Regions from separate parts of the Danio rerio genome. Here region 2 is linked to region 1. A link is a contact called in public HiCAR-type data. All regions are on one chromosome and are shown on one strand. The core of a region is the stretch at or near the end of the contact, and the rest is flanking DNA. Distances in the headings are between cores, read along the strand shown.

Region 1 (2,919 bases), core at 256-2,755:
ACGGGCTGGTGTGAGTATTTCAGAAACTGCTGATCTACTGGGATTTGTACGCACAACCATCTCTATCGTTACAGAGAATGGTCCAAAAAAGAGAAAATATCCAGTGAGTGGCAGTTCTGTGGGCACAAATGCCTTGTTGATGCCAGATGTCAGAGGAGAATGGCCAGTTCAAGCTGATAGAAAGGCAACAGTAACTCAAATAACCTATGCCTACAACTGAGGTCTGCAGAAGAGCATCTTTAAAAGCAACACAACACATCCAACCTTGAGGCAGATGGGCTACAGCAGCAGAAGACCACACCGGATGACACTCCTGTCAGCTAAGAACAGGAAACTGAGGCTACAATTCGCACAGGCTCACCAAAATTGGACAATAGAAGATTGGAAAAACGTTGCCTGGTCTGATGAGTCTCCATTTGTGCTGCAACATTCAGATAGTGGGGTCAGAATTTGGCATCAATAACATGAAAGCATGGACCCATCCTGCCTTGTATCAATGGTTCAGGCTGGTGGTGTAATGGTGTAGAGAGATAATTTCTTGCCACACTTTGGGCCCATTAGTACCAATCGAGCATCACGTCAACGCTGACCATTGCTGACCATGTCCATCCCTTTATGACCACAGTGAACCCATCTTCTGATGACTACTTTCAGCAGGACAACACGCCATGTCATAAAGCGCGAATCCTCTCAGACTGGTTTCTTGAACATGACAATGAGATTACTGTACTCAAATGGCCTCTATCTATGCCACGAAGGATTGAAGCAGTTCTGAAGGCAAAAATGGTTCAACCCGGTACTAGTAAGGTGTACCTAATAAAGTGGCCGGTGAGTATAAGTTAATATTTGCTCTCTTGACTTTCTCTCATTACATTATTTTACAGGGTGCAAATTTCCTCGATTCGATGTTGCAGAACAAAACAACAACAAACCCCAATGACTGCAGTAAATTTGCTTGGGAAGTTTGTAAAGACTTTCTCCCATTCCCTAAACGCTTGCTTATTTTTTGAGTTTTATTTAAAATTCTGTCACGGTACGTTCGCTGATGCAGTGCGGTGAATTAGTATGGCCTAATTACAACTCCAGTGATTACTGCGAAGTTTAATTAGCGGAAAACAAGACATGGCACAATGAATTCCTCCCCGGATCCCCACCAGGTTCACACAGAATATCAGGAGTTCTATTTTTTCTTCTCTAAAAAAATACACGTCTCTTGTGTGTTTGTGCAAGAGTGTGTATTTCTCTTCATGCTTTGGGTCAGTTATTTTCAGTAGGTCTCTTGAGGCCAGCAGCAAAAGCGTATCCTTTACTGAACCTCCTGTTTAGTTTTGAAGTTAACCCATATGGACTGGAGCTTTTCCGTTTTAGCGAGGCTCTGGATACTGTTCTTATACAATCTGACAGGGCCTAACACACTACATTCACTGCATTCTCCAAACTGGCGGTTATGGAAACAACGGCTGCAGCCAAGTTTAGCACCTTTGAACGTTCATGCAAGGAAAAATAGCTCACTCATGCCACCTTATGGAGCATCTGAGCCATCGCAAAAGCAGTGTTTGGTGTGAGGAGATGAGAAGTTGGAATGTTACCTCTATGGCCACCACAGTTAGGATGAGCTGAGCATCCGATTCCGGGAAATATGCTTTCACTTGTGGAGATAAAGCAATCAAGGCACAGTTGGTCACCACAGCAATAATACTCATCGTCTCAAATGCCAACTGAAAGAAGAAAAGAATAATCAGATGTTAGTTAAAGGGGACTGTTCACCCAAAAATGACAATCTCCCTGTTTCTGTCTCGAGTGGTAACAAACCATTTATGAGTTTTGAATTTAAAAGAAGATATTTTAAAGAATGTTGGAAACCTGACCTCTATAAAAATAAAAAAAATAGTATGGAAGTTAATAGTGAGCGGTCTCCAATATTCTTCTAAATATCTTCTTAAAAATAAAAAGGATTAACAGACTTGGAACAAGTAAAGGTTGAATAAATGATGATAGAATGTTTTGGTTTTGAATCAGGGGATCTGCAGGTTTCATCAAATCAAATTTAAGACCTTGTAAGACCATTATGAATGAATCTTTAGACGGTAACACTTTACAATAAGGTTCATTAGTTCATTAGAGCACAAGTAGGCCTATGAGCTGATGGTAGGCCTTTGACCTCTGTACAGTTCAGCTGACAACGAAAACTATGTCTTGATACAATGCTATCATAGAGTTATAGATAACCCTGTACTGTATAAAACAAATATGATTACAGTATGCTTTTAAAATTAAGAAAATAATATGATATAAGTATAAATAGGAGCATGAATGAGGTCCTAATATTGAGCAAATAATAAAAGAATTTAATGCTGTTTAACGATTAATACAAAAATACACTAATCAAAGTGAAACATATATAAATGTTTATTTATTCATTCATTCATTTTCCTTCAGCTTAGTCTCTTTATTTATCAGGGGTCGCCACGGCGAAATAAACCGCCAACTTATTCAGCGTATGTTTTACTGGTTTCACACACATACTGTACTTGAACCAGCGACCTTCTTGCTGTGAAACTGACCACTCAACTGTGTCGCCATGTTTATTTATATAAACATTTATATATAGCACAATTATACATGCATATTTATATTCATTCATTTTTTTCGGCTTAGTCAATTTATTAATCAGGGGTCACCACAGCGGAATGAACCGCCAACTTATCCAGCACTATTTATGCAGTGATGATTAGGATTTACTTCAACAGATGGTTCATCTGAAAAATCGACCTTCTGCCACTTTTCCAAATGATTAACTAGAAGTCAAGTTAGCATTTGTTGCTCTTGCAACTGGGATAGACGACAAGACTTTTGTCTCGTAGTGTATATTTTATATTTTTTGTTTTCTAAATGGTTAACCACTTCCATAGTATTAGT
Region 2 (2,919 bases), core at 129-2,628, 140 kb before region 1:
TAATAATTCATTAATATTTCTGACTTCAACTGTATTTTTATAGGGTATATATAATTAAATATTTAAAATTGTATTTATTTAGCTTTGGGGGGAATTGAAAATTTAAGATTGTAAATGCCGTTCTAAAATGTTTAACAGTATTTTTATCCAATGTATGATATAATTTATGTATTAATACTTGACAGGGAAAGCATCATAGGATGATAATTTAGATGAATGCAGTTAATAACTAATAGCTATTAGGCATCTCCATTTATTACAGGAATCCCTTATAAAGCCTGCTGGTTTGAAAACAGACAGTAATTACATTTTAATTGAAATATCTGATTTTTTACGCACAATTTTAACTTAACTGTTGTGTGAGGCACCCTGAAAAATATTTCATTTTTGTATTTTACTTTGCACCAAGACATTGCACACTGTGTGCTTTGGAGAGTGACACCTCGCAGGCATTTCTGTCCTTGACTATATAAAAAGAGAAAGTTGCTCCAATGTAACAGTCAGTCAAAATTCAATTACATCAGCAAAACTTGCATTTGCAGCTTCCACCCAAGGACTGTTTATAAATGTCAAATGCTCATTAATATAGTGGTGGCATCACATCCAAAGCCGTCCTTCCAGATTTACCCTTTGCATTGCATTTTATTTCTAATAATATCCATTAATATAAGAAAAATAATAGTAATAACTTTTTGCAGTCCAGCAGAGATGACATGAAGCAGAAATAATGCTGACCTGATGACTCAAGCACATTTGAGTAAATATCATTCATAATCATAACACAAGCTATTCAAAATAAAAAATAAATACTGTAGTATGCTAAATAAATTTTCCTGTCCAACACAAATGGTAGCAAGTTATTATTGTCTCGTGTAATGTTTTATAGGTATATATTACAGTAGTTAAATCAAAAAGTGAGGTTTGATCTGTGATTTACAGAGTAAATTGTTCGGTTGATCAGTAAGTAAGCATCTCTTTTCCTGACGACGGCTAGTTGGAAAAAAAAACTTCTTGCATTAAGTTTCCCAAAACAGACATATAATAATGCATAAGCCATGTCAAAAAGCAATCACATATCATACCTGTGGGAAAGGTGAGACAGGACGAAACGGTGTGAATTCACTGCGGATACACTGTTTCTACAGCAGCTCCAGCAAATCAGTGGCTGTGACCATTTACAACTTTACAGCGGACAAACGCGGCATTTCTGAGCTTACTGTGTTAATCCCGCGAAGTGTTCATTCAACAATGTGGTTCAACGATTGAATATCGGCTTAATTTTACCGTTACGTAGCGCAAATTCGACCCAGTCGCGCGTATTCTACCAGCGTTAACCCAGCTGCCGGAGAAGTCTCCACCCACAGCGATGACCGAGCTCAGATGAGAAAACCTCGCGATATCTTATCGCCGCTAATCAGTCTGACGTTTGCACTCTGTGTTATCGCGAGAGAATCGCAGCACAATTGAGACTCCCAAATGAGAGCGTTCAATGAAGACTAATATCACATTAATTTTCTAGTAATACCATTTATTTCAAATAAATTCAGTATTTTCTTAAAATATTACATCATAAATATAGACAGATAAACAGAGTCTCCACAAATTCACTGAAAAAGCCTTTTTTTTTTAGCTAACTAACTTTGGCACAGATTGCCATTAGGATGTTTGATGATTGATGTTTGATGATTAACTCATTTAGGTAAATGTAAGTGTAAAGTTACATCAATTTATAGAGTATGTACAGTGTTTGGTTAGAGGAAGAAACCTTCAAAAACAATAAATAAATAAATACGCAAATACATAGATAAATGAGTAAATAAATCCATAAATTCCTGCATAAATAAAACATTAAATAATCTGCAATTAAATTAAAATATGTATACAAAATTACATGAATGTTGGGGGGGGGGGGGGGGGGGGGGATAATAAAATGCTAAACTATAAGTTTATTTCCCCCCTTTCAAACATTTATTAATTTCTTGAACGTAGTTCCGTGTTTACTTTTCCTCAGGTCATCATGCTAATAAAAAAATTATGAATAAGCATTTGAAAGGAGGGAAAATAAACCTTTAGTTTAGCATTTCCCTATTCCCCCCAACATTCATTTAATGAATTACTTAGACCTATTTATTAATTATTTACCTGCCCACACTATTCATTATTTATATATTTATTTATGTAGGAGTTTGTGGATTTGTATATACATGTATTTATTTATTATTTGTTTATTTATTTATTACTTTATTTATTGCAAGAAGTTTATTACTCATTTATTTATATATTTGTGTATTTATTTATTGTTTTTGCAGGTTTCCTGCATATTTGATTGAATGAACACAGTTTATAGACTTCTGAATTTACAGAATTTGATTTCAGCAGCCAGCTTATTACCATAACGTTATAGATTTTACACTGCCTAAGGGAAAATGAAATTGTAATACATCTCTTGTGAACGCAGATAACAACGTGACCCGAATATCTTTTTATCTTAAAAAAACACACACACTGTGACATTACTCGTGCTAGAATTTTAATCATCTCGTGTTTCAAAAAAGATTTATTTGTCTTACAATCAAGTCATCAAAATGAATAGCAATTGTAATCGTCTCTTTAATGGTAACACGACGCCCTCTAGGGTTCATTTGTGGAGCAACAAATATTTTAAAGGGCGCTTAAAAATGTGGTGAAAAACAATATGATTTAATATTTTAATGACTAATGTGACTTATTAATGCCACTCTGTGTCATAGTAAACATAAAAAGTAATGTTACCACTTTAATAAGGATTTATTCTGAGGTAAACCTTAGCTCTTTAAATACAAAGAGTGCCACTATTGACCAGCAGGTAGCAGTCGATAGCTGTTTTGTTCTTCAGTCTTTCATTCATTTTCCTTTCGGGTCGCCCAGCGGAATGAACCG

What was found. HiCAR-type assays count read pairs that join an accessible place to other places.
Region 2: a contact with region 1 is called in a HiCAR-type map of caudal fin, with 7 times the contacts expected there. The contact joins the promoter of pomgnt2 here to the enhancer-like site in region 1. A contact is called at or near these places in 3 of 18 Hi-C or Micro-C datasets (caudal fin, hematopoietic stem cells and an unstated tissue) and 3 of 4 datasets of contacts at active chromatin or transcription factors (caudal fin, embryo and gastrula embryo).

The regions. Positions count from the first base shown.
Region 1 is chr16:8,338,732-8,341,650 of GRCz12tu, reverse strand. It overlaps ano10a (anoctamin 10a), which reads right to left. Exons shown (of 14, transcript NM_001030206.1): 12 at 1,590-1,718. Among named protein-coding and RNA genes, the nearest start is that of ano10a, 22 kb to the right of the region's middle. Within about 2 kb of position 1,505, at least 22 of the 62 cell types and tissues checked have an H3K27ac peak or open chromatin away from gene starts, as enhancers often do.
Region 2 is chr16:8,477,398-8,480,316 of GRCz12tu, reverse strand. It overlaps pomgnt2 (protein O-linked mannose N-acetylglucosaminyltransferase 2 (beta 1,4-)), which reads right to left and starts at 1,378. Exons shown (of 3, transcript NM_001012384.2): 1 at 1,083-1,378.